2 separate regions of the Mus musculus genome follow, and region 2 is linked to region 1. Evidence: chromatin contacts called from public Hi-C data. All regions are on one chromosome and are shown on one strand. Each heading gives the region's core, a stretch centred on a gene start, on an enhancer-like site or on the middle of the called end of the contact. The rest is flanking DNA. Distances are from core to core; before and after follow the strand shown.

Region 1 (6,498 bases), core at 3,102-5,601:
TATTAAAAAAAAAGCCGAAGCCAGTCATGGTGGCACATACCTTTAATCTTGACACTCAGGCAGGCTGATCTCTGTGAGTTCAAGGCTAGTCTGGTCTACAAAGAGCCAGGGCTCTGTTGTTACACAGAGTAACCCTGTCTCCAAAAAACAAATAAAACAAAATAAACAAAAGAGGCCAGATAGCCCTCATGCAAAATAATAAAGAATAAACTTGGATGTTTACATTTCATACCTGATAGAAAACAGGGATGAATAAAGAATAAACTTGTACCTATATATTTCATACCTGGTAGGCCAAATTCTAGTACGAATGGGAAAGGCTGAGGCAGGAGGATCTCTGAGTTCAAGGCCAGGGTGGTCCTTAGAGTGAATTCCAGGACAAACAGAGCTATACAGAGAAATCCTGTTTTGAAAAACCAAAACCTAAAGAAAAGAAATATAGTTTTGCATTTTAGTGGTTTACAAAGTAGAAGCTTGTTAAATATTTGAGTAGTCTTTGTGAAGTATGTTGATGATAATTTTTCTTGTGAATTTGGTGGGTCATTTAGAATGTTAAACAATATTTGTATTTCTTTGCTCATTTTAAAATAGAGAAGTAAGACCAATGTGTATTGCCGTGTCAGCTGCTCTGCAGAGCATCAAAGGCAAATGACAGTGACATAGTTTGTGCCCTCTCTCCTTTCACATCTACCACATCTGCTGGTTGAGCTCCTAACAAGTGCAGAACAGTAATGAGAGCTGCTTCTGTCTGCTTCAGAGCAACGTGCATCAGTGTTTATACTCCAGGGTTTCTGAAGCCGAAGTTCATCTAATGCTGCATTTCTTCTGGGTTTGTGAGGGTATAGTAAAAAGTTTTGTTTTTCATCTCTACTTATGCTAGTAGATTTGAAACCAACTTGGAAATGTCTTAGTACAGATTAAAAATTAGAAAACGTACCCATCTTCTTTTCAGTACCTGACAAAATCTGGTAATTTAGTTTGATCTGTGTTTATCAAAATTATACTTGGGTTGCCTGATTTGCAACACTAATTTCTAGTCAAGTCATCTTGCAGAATTGTTAATACACCGTAGAGATGGGACCTGCCTCTCTCTGTCTCTGTCCCTGCCTTTCTCTCTGTTGAGATGGCTTTGCCAAGTAGTCGAGGGTGGTCTCATGCTCTTGCCTCACACTCCCCAGGGCTGGGGTTGAAGGGATGGTTAGCTGTTTCCCCCTTATGTTTAGGTCAGTCTTCAATTTAAATATTGGTTTTTATTTACGTGTATTTGTGCGTGTCTGAGTGAATGTCGTAAGTGTGAGTTACCTTGGAGGCTACAGTTACAGGTGATTGAATATAAACCCCTGACAGAAATGCTGGGGATAACTCAGGTCCTGGAAGAGTAGAAAGTGCTGTCACTATAAGGTATTCCTCCAGAACTAACTTTCAGTCAGTCAGTATGCTTATTTATTTATTTTTGGGTTTTTTGAGACAGGGTTTTTCTGTTTAGCTCTGGCCACGCTGTCTAGGAACTCTGAGATTTGTCTTCCCTGCCTCCTGAGTGCCAGGATTTAAGGCCTGTACCACCACTGCTGGCCCACTCTTCAGTTTTAAAACTTTTGCTAGAGAATGGCTTCTTGGCATTCTCAGTTTCTTAGTAGGGTTAACAACTTGTAGACTTGTTCTGTGAATTAAGCACATTGACTTTGTTTATTTATTGTCCTATGAGGCAGAGTCTCATATGTCCCAGGCTGTTGTGGAACTGAGAGTGACCTTGAACTTGAGTTCCATCTGCTGCCTGTACCTTCCAAGTGCTGGGCCTATAGGAATGTATCGCTCTGCCCAGCCACAATTTATTTATGTAACCAGGCACACCGATTTACTGACTTATTTTATTAATTTATTGTGTGTGCATACATGCCTGCCACAGTACATGTGTGGAGGTCAGAGGCAACTTGGAAATTGAACTTAGGGTATCAGGGTTGGTGACAAGCACTTTTACCCACTGTGTCATCACACTAGCTCTCCTGCCCCTCGCCCCTCCTCCCACCTCTTCAGTGCTAGCGAGTGGACCTAAGCCTTATGGATTATAGACAAATATTTTCTCCTGAGTTACATCCCACACCTGTATTTGGAGTTTTGTGTGTGTGCTTCATTTTGAATACTTCTGGGGAAAATACCACTCATCAGGCTTATGCAAGCTGAAAACTTTCTGATGTGCCGGTATAGACTGTGTAAACTTTCTGATGTGCCGGTATAGACTGTGTAAACTTTCTGATGTGCCGGTATAGACTGTGTAAACTTTCTGAAGTGCCGGTATAGACTGTGTAAACTTTCTGAAGTGCCGGTATAGACTGTGTTTCTTTCTGATGTGCCGGTATAGACTGTGTAAACTTTCTGATGTGCCGGTATAGACTGTGTTTCTTTGGCACACACACACATATGTTTTGGAACATTTTACTGATTATTTTGGAGCATTTTATTTGTCAGTCTCTGCAAGGGTAGATGCCGCAGGGACAGAGAACTGCTCTGTAGTATCTGGCATATGTTACATTTTCCATGAATATTTGATGTGTGAATGAACTTTGTAATCCCAATAAAAATATCAATAAGGTAAGAGTTACTGTCATTTTCCCGAGTAGCAGTTCTCAACTTGGTGGTCACACCCCCTTGGGGGTTGTTGAACAACCCTTTCACAGAAATCACCAAAGACCGCTGGAAAACAGCTATTTACATTACAATTCATAACAGTAGCAAAATTACAGTTATGAAGTAGTAACATGGTTAGGAAGGGTGAGAACTACTACTCTAGGGGCTGGAGAGATGGCTCAATGGTTAAGGGCACTTGCTGCTCTGGCAGAGGACCTGGGTTCAGTTCCCAGAGCCCACATAGAGGCTCATAACCTTCCCATAACTCCATTTCCAGGAGACCCGAAGCCTCTTCTGATCACTATAGGCGCCAGGCACGTATATGACATGCACACATACATGCAGGCTAAACACTCATTCTCATCAAATAAATAAATTTATTAAAAATATTTTTGTTCATGACTTTGTATTTAAATTATTAAAAGATTTCATGATTGGGTGTGGTGACAGTACTCAAAAGGCAGAGGCAGAGCATCCTGAGTCTACATAGCCAATTCCAGACCAGTCAGGGCTATATGTGAAACCTTGGATTATTTTAGTTTTTTTTTTTTTTTTTTTTTTTTTTTTCAGGATGGTAAGGTAGCCATTAGAAACATGGTCCTTTACTGTATTATATCATAGGTCTGTTTTTGGTTTGAACTTAAGTTATGTGATCACATAGATAGTTGAAATTTGATATTTTTGGATTAGAAATCATTTGTGAAATGTTAATCTCCAGATGAATGAGGACAACAATCCCAGTATGTTAGCTGTGGTCAATGTCAGAAATCTGAAATAAATGGTACCATCAGTGTCAGACACTAGTTGCCCCACTCTAGCCAGTGTGAAAAGAGAGACTGCAGGGCGTGGTGGCACACGCCTTTAATCCCAGCACTCGGGAGGCAGAGGCAGGTGGATTTCTGAGTTCGAGGCCAGCCTGGTCTACAAAGTGAGTTCCAGGACAGCCAGGGCTACACAGAGAAACCCTGTCTTGAAACCCCCCCTCCCCTCCCAAAAAAAAGCCTAAAAGAAAAGAAAGAGACCTTAGTGTTTTAAACCTGATTAGATAATTATTTCCATGTTGTACTCAGTTTTTTCTTTCTTTCTTTCTTTTTTTTTTTTTTTTTTTAATTTTGTAATTTTGGATCAGGGACCTGAAACTGTCTATGATGAGTGTTTAAGAGACTCTATTGTATTCTCTGAATTATCCCAGCCTTGTCACCTGGTGATGGTAGTGTACCCCTTTAGTCCCAGCACTTGGGAGGTGGATCTCTGAGTTTGAGACCAGCCTGGTCTATAGAGTGAGGTCTAGGACAGCCAGGGCTACACAGAGAATCCCCACAAATAGACAGACATTTTTTTTTTTTTTTTTATTGTTAAGAAGAGCCTGTGAGGAAGTGTCAGGAAGAGATATAGAGGCCTGGTTTCTCTTCCCAGCTGGGCTTTATTTTTCTCTGCTCAGCTTGTGTTCTCTAAGGACAGACAGAGAGCAGACAGATGGAGGCTCTGTGGGAATGGAGGGGCTTTTGTTTTGTTTATGTTCTTCTCTTTCCTGTGTCTTTTCTTCTGAGCACTGAGCACTGATCCTGGTCTGTCCAAGGCGCTGAGAAGTATTTAGTGGTGGCCTGAGTGAAAGGGAATCTGGAGGGACCATAGAGCAGTTTTCTTCCCGGGACATACAGTTGTGTCTCGTGTCCCGTGTAGTCGTCTCACTCCACCTTTGTAAAGACCACACTTGGCTAGCTCATGGTGTCCTCCTCAGGGAGGTGCTTGAGGCAGTGCTAAACTTAGCTAAAACAATCATGTTTGCTGTGTGTAGTGACAGTTTTGATTTCTAAAAAAAGTAATTTGTGTGGCTAAAAGCCAATTTTGAAGGAGAGGAAGTGGCCTACTAAAAGTGAAAGTTGTTTTTGTCTTTTGTAGCCACAATATGGTAATGTGACACAAGTCAGGCGTCTAATATAGAAGTGAATTTTAATAATTTAGTTCAGAGTAATACACAGTGCTAATTTAATATCTCTCTGTGTATCCACCCATGTCTGTGTGTGTGTGTCCGTGTGTCTGTCTGTCCAGAGGAAGACCCCTGGCATCCTGCTGTTTTTCTTCACCCTATTTTTTTTTTGAGATAGGGCCTTTCACTGAACTTCGAGCTAGCCAGCCCCAGTCCTCTTGTCTATGCTCCCATCTCAGTGCTGGGCTTACACATGTGTGCACTCATGCTTGGATCTTTGTGTGGGTTTGGGGATTTGAACTTAGGCCCTCATGTTTGCATAGCATGCACTCTTACAGCTGAGATGTCTCTCCACCGCCTGCTTACATTTTCTTAAAACAAAAAACAGCAAGAACAGTCATAGCAAAAATCCCAATCAAGGGTTTCCTGGGGGAGTATGTATGCTTGTCTAGCCCTTTCTGGCCTGGTACTTATTATTTTAAATTTCTTTATTACATGTAAGTACACTGTAGCTGTCTTCAGACACTTCAGAAGAGGGCGTCAGATCTTGTTACAGATGATTGTAAGCCACCATGTGGTTGCTGAGATTTGAATTCAGGACCTTGAGAAGAGCAGTCGGTGCTCTTAACTGCTGACCCATCTCACCAGCCCTGCCTGGTAGTTGTTTCATAGCCCTGACTGGCTTTGAACTTGATAGTCCTGCTTTCAGCTTCCCAGTGCTGCAATTGCATACGTGTGCCACCATGCCTAGTGAAGTTTGTTTTAGTACTCATAATATTTATTTCGTTCAGTAATTTATATGTCCTCTTGCATTTTTTTTTCTGTTTGTTCTTGTTTTTGATTTTGTTTTTCGGAAATAGGGTCTCACTACATAGTCTTGTTTTACCTGATAGACCAGGCTGGCCTTGAACTTACAGAGATCTGTCTGCTCCAGGTACAAGGATTAAGGATATGCACCACCACCAAAAAGTTTTTTTTCCTTTTTTAAACTTATTTTTATTTTATGTGTGTGGATGTTTTTGTTTGGATGTGTGTCTGTAACATGCGACTACAATGCCCTTAAAAGGCCAAGAGAAAGTATTGGACTCTCTGGACCCAGACGGTTGTTAGCCACCATGTGACTGCTGAGATGTGAACTTAGGTCCTTTGGAAGAGCAGCCAGTGCTCTTTAGCACTAAACCATCTCTATTCCATTTAATAAATTTTTAGTTTAAAAAGTATTGGGCCATCCCTGGTGGTGCAAGCTGTAACTGTAGCCACAGAGAGGCTAAGGCAGGAAGGCCACAAGGTCAGGCCCTGCTTAGATTACAGAATGCTTTCAAGGCTAGCCTGGGCATTTTAATGAACCTTGTCTCAAAGATAAGAAATGGGCCAGGAATGGAGCTTAGTGGTAGAGTACTTGTTTAGTGTGGGCAAGACCTCAGGTTCAAGCTCCCAGGGCTGTAATAAGTTGAAAATTTATAATTCCTACTAGAAAAACATGATTTGAACGAGTGCTCAGGTAACAATGTTAAGCTGTATTTGGTCAAGGGGTAGAGATTAGCATCAAAGTGTAGTTCTGCTCGGGATGGCCAAGACTGGTTTGGGTTGCTTAGCTGTCCGTTAGATGAGAGCTTCATCACTCTAAAGTCAACTGGACGTTTACTGATGAGATTCATAAGCTTTGAGTGTTCAGATACTTGCCGTATTTACTTGTTTCCCTAACACATCTAAAAGACCACAGTCACTTCTGGATCCTACATAGCTGCAAGAACCTTTGGGGGATTCCTGCCATTCCAGGCATGTGTGTCCTTCCTGTTCCAGGCACCTCTCCAGGAAACTGACCTGGCATCATTCCTAAGATGCTGTAGAACACCTGTTCTGAGCGTTGCCTTCTAACCCTTTCTAGTCTGTTTGGCTCATTCTTTGACCAAATGTTCTACAGTTTTCTAGGCCCACCCTTG
Region 2 (6,506 bases), core at 2,457-4,956, 150 kb before region 1:
ACCGGAACCAGTTTTCCTCTTGAGATAGCAGTAGCTCAGGCTGTCCTCAAACTCATGGTGTAGCCAGACATAGTCTTGGACTTCTGTTTCCTGTATGTGTGTATGCATGTGAAAACCAGAGGTCCCTGAAGGTTGTCTTCCTCAATCCTAGTTATATGTATGTATGTATGTATGTGTGTGGGCATGTGCCCTTGGGATATGGAAGAGGTCATTGGATCCCTGGAGCTGGACTTAGAGACAGTTAGGAGCTGCTTGTGTCAGACCCACATGTGTTCCTAAGCACAGAGCCATCTCCTCAGCTTCCCAGTGCTGTGCAGTGCTTGGGGTCAAGACTAGGCCTCGTAACTGCGCGGCAAGCCCTCTTCCCACTGAGCTACATCCCCAGCCCACTTCCCTGTTCTCCTTGTGCAGCACTTGACAGGCCTAGAACTTGTTTGAACACAGAGATCTATTTGCCTTTGCCTCCCAAGTGCTGGTGTTTTAGGCAGGGTCTCACCTATGCTTCTAGCTGGCTTGATGACCCAAGTTTGAGCCCCAGCACCTTTGTAAAGTTGGATACAGTGGTGCACGCCCATGATCTCAACACTCCTGAGGCAGAATGGCAGGTAAGAGAATCTCCGACCTGGAAGTTTACAGGCTGACAATCCTAGAGTACAGAGTGTGACATAAATTGGAGATTCTGCCTCAAAACAAGGTGGGGCTCAATGTAAACATATTAGGAAATTCCAGACCTGACTGGTTTTGCTAGTCACGTAGGGTACGTCACTGGGGCAGGCAGCTGTTGTACAGTGAGCCACAGGTCAGTGTTTTCCCCCATTTGGAACAGCACAGTTCAACCTCACCCATTCCTTTCTGTCCCACCAGGAGGTAAGTCACCCTTGTCTCAGTGTGTCCATGATGTATGTGCTGCTTGCTTGTCCGTCACATAGTTACCGTCTGTGCTCCAGAACTCTGGACTGCTTGTCTAACTTCAGTATCAGGCCTGAATCTAAGAGCAGTGATCCTGGCCATTAGAAGTGCCAAGAAGGCTGTAAAGAATTCCCCTTCAGTGAAAAGGTAGAAAATTTCAATCTCATAAAGAAAGGGAAAAACTGCTGATGTCAGTAAGTTCTATGGCAATGAAGCAGTAAACCCTATCTATTTTTCTATGAAAAGGTTATAAAGATTCATTGTATACACTAGGCATAATTAGTAACAATAATCATACCATGCTAAATAGATGTAGACAACAAAACAAAAACATCCCTCTAGCTTTAATCCCAGCACTTAGGAGGTTGAAGTAGGTTACTTACCCAGGAGTACCAAGGCCATTGTAGATTTCCTGAGACCTCTCAAAAAAAAAAAAAAAAAGAAAGAAAGAAAGAAAGAAAGAAAGAAAGAAAAGAAAAAAGAATGGTGTGTGGAGATGGGGGCTGGGGCTCTTTGGAGAGGTGATGCAGCCAGTTAAAGACATTGGCTGCTCTTTCAAAGGACTTGGATTAAATTCCCAACACCCACATGGTAGCTCACAAATATCTGTAATTCCTATTCACAGAGTCATAGATGCAGGCAGAACACCAATGTATATAAAATACAAATTAGTACTTTATTTAAAAAAAAAAAAAAGGAAAAAGGAAAGTATTGCCAGGCAGTGGTGCCTTTTAATCCCAGCTTTTGGGAAGCAGAGGCAGGCAACTCTCTGTAGATCTCTGTGTAGCCCTGGTCTAGGACTTGCTCTGTAGACCAGGCTGGCCTCGAACTCAGCATCCTCCTGCCTCTGCCTCTTGAGTGCTGAGATTAATGGTGTGCTCTACCACCACCCAACTGATACAGAGTGCTTCTGTATTAACGTTAACCAACAAATTTACTGATTGATTAAAGGATTCAGACAGTTTAACCTGCTCAGTGCAAGAAACTTGAGATGTACTTGTCCCTGGGAACAAGGGCACTAGTAGGAGAAAGAGCGTCCTTCTTGGGGTGGTGCTATAGTTCAGTAGGAGAGTTCAGAATACAAGTCTCTGGGCTCAGTCCACAAGAAAAATAGGGAACTGGAGAAATGAATTGGAAGCTGAAGGTGCTCGCTGCATAATCATGAAGACTAGAGTTCACATCTCAGCACCCGTGCAAGCAGCCTCTCATTTAGTTTGTGTCTGAGGAGGGCAGAGACAAAGCTGTTGCTGTCACTTGCTGGCTTCCAGCCTCCTTGAGAAAATGTAGCCCAGATTCAGGGAGAGAATATCAGAGGAGGACACCCAGTGCCCTCTTGTGGCCTCTGCACACACAAACGCACACACATAAGCAAGTAGTCTTTAAAAAAAATAGAATTTTTTTTATTTCATAGTTTTTTTTACATTTTTTATTAGATATTTTCTTTATTTACATTGTTATCCCCTTTCCTGGTCTCCCCTCCGAAAACACCCTAGCCCTTTCCCACTCACCAACCCACCCACTCCCATCTCCTGGCCCTGGCATTCCACTACACTGGGGCATAGAGCCTTACAGGCCCGACTAGGCCATCCTCTGCTACATATGCAGCTAGAGCCATGAATCCCACCATGTGTACTCTTGGGTTGGTGGTTTAGTCCCTGGGAGCTCTGGGGGTAGTGGTTAGTTCATATTGTTGTTCCTCCTATGAGGTTGCAAACCCCTTTAGCTCCTTTATTGGGGACCCTGTGCTCAGTCCAATGGAAGGCTGCAAGCATCTACCTCTTTATTTGTCAGGCCCTGGTGGTGCCTCTCAGGAGACAGCTATATCAGGCTCCTGTCAGCAAGCTCTTGTTGGCATCCACAATAGTGTCTGGGTTTGGTGATTGTATATGGGATGGATCCCCAGCTGGGGAAGTTTCTGGATGGCCTTTCCTTCAGTCTCTGCTCCACACTTTGTAACTCCTCCCATGGGTATTTTGTTCCCCCTTCTAAGAAGGATCAAAGTAGCCAGGAGCTGGAAAGAATCCAGATGTCCCTCAACAGAGGAATGGATACAGAAAATGTGGTACGTTTACACAATTGGAGTACTACTCGGCTATTAAAAACAATGAATTCATGAAATTCTTAGGCAAATGGATGGAACTAGAAAATACCATCTTGAGTGAGATAACCCAGTCACAAAAGAACACACATGGTATGCATTCACTGATAAGTGGATATATTAGCCCAGAAGTTCGGAATAACCAAGGTATAATTCACAAACCACATGAAACTCAAGAAGAGGGAAGACCAAAGTGTAGAATTCTTTTAAAGTTTAAGTTTATTTTATGTTCTTTTTTTTTTTTTTTCTTTTTAGCTACATGTACATCTGTGAAGATGTCAGAAGTCCAGGAACTGGAGTTACAGATGGGTATGAGCTGCCATGTGGGTGCTGGGAATTGAACCCAAGCCTTCTAAAAGAACTCTCAAAAGTGCTCTTAATAGCTCTGGCCACCTTTTTGTTTGTTTTGTTTTGTTTTTTGTTTTTTGTTTTTCGAGACAGGGTTTCTCTGTGTAGCCCTGGCTGTCCTGGAACTCACTCTGTAGACCAGGCTGGCCTCGAACTCAGAAATCTGCCTGCCTCTGCCTCTGCCTCCCGAGTGCTGGGATTAAAGGTGTGCGCCACCAGTGCCCAGTAGCTCTGGCTATCTTGCCAGCCCCCAAAATAGAAGTCTTTAGAACATACACATGTAAATTCAGAAGACACAGTTTTGAGAGATATACTTGTGTTGCATCTAGATTAACCCAGAACTCACATTCTGGCTCATGCGGCCCTTATCTTCTCATACAGTGGGGCCTACCTGTTTATGCTATTCTCTCCCTCACAGTACACTGAGACATATTATTTCTGTCCCCTAGGCACATAACCTGTAGGTAAACAGTTATAGAATGCTTTCAAATACCAAGATGGTGAGGATTTGGGCTGTTTGTGTTTATCTCTTTATAAACAAGTGTCCTTTAGTTACTAAGTGACAGGGTGGCTTAATGTATAGGGCTTTGGTTTGTTTTGGAGTTTTTAGGCAGTAATTGTGTGTGTGCATGTGTATGTCCATGTGTGTACTCTGGTACATGGCATGGCCGAGGGCAGAGGACAGCGTTTAGGAGTCAGTTCTCTCCTACCTGGTGGTTCTCATGAACTCAGGTCAGGTCGTTTGGCAGCAGCCTTTCTAGCCATCGCATCAGCCAGCATTTAAAAAAAAAAAGAAAAGATGTAATTTACTTTTATTGGGGTGTGTATATGTGTGTGTGTGTGCTTGAGTGTGCATGAGAGCTTGTGCTCTACATGAATGTAGGTCCCCTCAGAGGCCAGAAATGGGGATGCAGTCCCCTAGAGCTGGAGTTCAGCATGGGTGTTGGGAATCTACCTTGACTACTCTGAAAGAGCAGCTAGTAGTCTTAGCCACCAAACCATCTCTCTAGTCACCCAACATTTTTTCAGCCAACATCTCTCATTCACATGTATGTGCAGATATGAACATGTATATGAAAATATACATACCCATGTGCCAAAATATAATTTCATTCAAATAGAAAAATAAGGGGAATTATTATCTTCTGACCACTATGATTATTTCAAATACTATCCCTCTTTTCACTTCCCCAGTTTAAATTCTGGCTGTGTGCAAGCCCTGCATAGTTTTTTAAAGCCTCAACCACAAGAATTTCACATTGAACATGGAAATTTCTAGCTTCTTTCTTAAGAGGAAACTGAAAGTGTCACCCCTCCTCCCCTCCCGAGTGTGTGTGTGTGTGTGTGTGTGTGTGTGTGTGTGTGAGAAGACAGAGTTTCTCTGTTTAGCCTTCTCAAGATCCCTCTTGGAGTAGAGAACAAGCATTTATTGAAGAAAGAGAATCCATGATCGACAAAAGAAAGGTTGAATGAGGATGAATATTTTTAGAATAAAGTCTCAAAAATTGAGGAACATTCAAGCTGCAGTCATGTGGGGGCCTTGGAGCAGAGAACATTTTTTTTTTCCTGGTAAGCTGGTCAGACTGGCTTTGACCAGACATCCTGAACATGGAACCTTATGGCTTTAGCTTCCCAAAAAGCTGGAACTATACCTTGTGCCCCAGACCCTACTCTAAAACAAGTATTTTGAGAAGAGTCTTAACCGTATAGCATGTCTGACCTGGTATTTGCTGAGTACATCAGCCTGGCCTTGAACTCCTGCCCCCTGAGATTGAGGGTATGGGCCACATCCCTCCCTCCCTCCCTCCCTCCCTCCCTTTCCATCCGTCCGTCCGTCCGTCCGTCCATCCATCCATCTATCTATCTATCTATCTATCTATCTATCTATCTATCTACCTACCTATCTCATCTTTAGACCAGGTTTCTCAGTATAGCCTTGGCTTTCCTAGAATTCTCTGTAGACCAGTAGTAGTATGGCTTTGAACGAGAGAAGTACTTACCACTACCTCCCAAGTGCTTGGATTTAGATAATTTATTTTTAATGTTATTTTAAAATTTACTTTGTGTGTTTGCATCTGTATGTACGAATGACTGTATATATGAGAGAGAGATCTGAGTGTGTGCATGCACGTATACTGTGTTGTATCTGTGGAGGCCAGGGGAACAGTGTGGGAGTCGGTCCTCTCCTTCACAGTATCTTGGTTCAGGCCCAGGCCATTAGGCTTACAGAGCTTGTGCTACACATGCTGAGCTCGTCCTTCCCTCCCCTACTTTCAAATACAACGTTGGAGCCACTTAGGTCAGAGAAAAGCAAGTAAGCTGTGTATGTCTGTGTGGGCAACGCATACATGTACCTGCGTGTGTCTCCAGGCCAGAGGAGGACATAGGATTCCTTGATGTAGAATTACAGCCAGTGTCAACCACTTGACATGGCTTCTGGAAACCAAACTTGGGTCCTAGAGACAAGCAGCAAGGGCTCTTAACCATTGAGCCATTTTTCCAGCCCTATAAAAAAATTCTTAATTTTACATGATAGGTGATTAAAAGCTAATAATAGAGAATACCCCTGGACTCAGTTAGACAAAAAGAATTTGAAAAAGGATAAATTGACAAGATGTTCAGTGTCATTAAAATTTGGGAAGAAAAACCAAGAAACAGTTTTGGAGCCTTAACATCCTAGCAAAGGGTTTTGTGGTGTTGCACACCTTTAAGCACTCAGGAGACAGGCAAACAGATCTCTGCGAATTCAAGGCCAGTTTGGTCTGCATAGCCAGTTGCAAGCTAGTCATAGCTGTAAAGCGAGATCTTGTTCAAAAAGAAAATTAATGGTTTCAGTGTAGTGTGCCCCTTGGATGTTCTTGAACATCTTAAGAGATTGTGTCTTAGGAAAGAGTTTTTAAAATAGATTATGCTCACATACTAGAGTAGTAATATCTGTGTGACTGTATTACTATATAGTTAGCAGTGTATACCCTGTGCTGTTGATAAAAGTGGCAAAGCTCTTGAAGGAAAAGAAAAGCGTTAAGTTCTTTTTATATAAGCCCTTAACCTGAGACATGTTAGTTTTAATATTCTATTCTAAAATGTGTGAACATTAAGATGGGTACTGCAGTGTTTTGGCAAGGCCTTAAGTGCAGAGTTTGTATTTTTA

Evidence for each region. A called contact is a pair of places that touch in the nucleus more often than the background predicts.
Region 2: a contact with region 1 is called in a Hi-C map of granulocyte-monocyte progenitors, with 5 times the contacts expected there. The contact joins two enhancer-like sites. A contact is called at or near these places in 1 of 39 promoter capture datasets (liver), 3 of 484 Hi-C or Micro-C datasets (granulocyte-monocyte progenitors and liver), 3 of 115 datasets of contacts at active chromatin or transcription factors (embryonic stem cells, microglia and pancreatic cancer cells) and 3 of 9 other capture datasets (adipose tissue, liver and pancreatic islet).

The regions. Positions count from the first base shown.
Region 1 is chr5:65,324,339-65,330,836 of GRCm38.p6, reverse strand. All of the region lies in intron 1 of Rfc1 (replication factor C (activator 1) 1), which reads left to right. Among named protein-coding and RNA genes, the nearest start is that of Rfc1, 8.1 kb to the left of the region's middle. Within about 2 kb of position 4,351, at least 135 of the 459 cell types and tissues checked have an H3K27ac peak or open chromatin away from gene starts, as enhancers often do. A contact at or near this core is called in granulocyte-monocyte progenitors and microglia, where this site is marked.
Region 2 is chr5:65,474,136-65,480,641 of GRCm38.p6, reverse strand. All of the region lies in intron 1 of Smim14 (small integral membrane protein 14), which reads left to right. Among named protein-coding and RNA genes, the nearest start is that of Smim14, 15 kb to the left of the region's middle. Within about 2 kb of position 3,706, at least 47 of the 459 cell types and tissues checked have an H3K27ac peak or open chromatin away from gene starts, as enhancers often do. A contact at or near this core is called in granulocyte-monocyte progenitors and microglia, where this site is marked.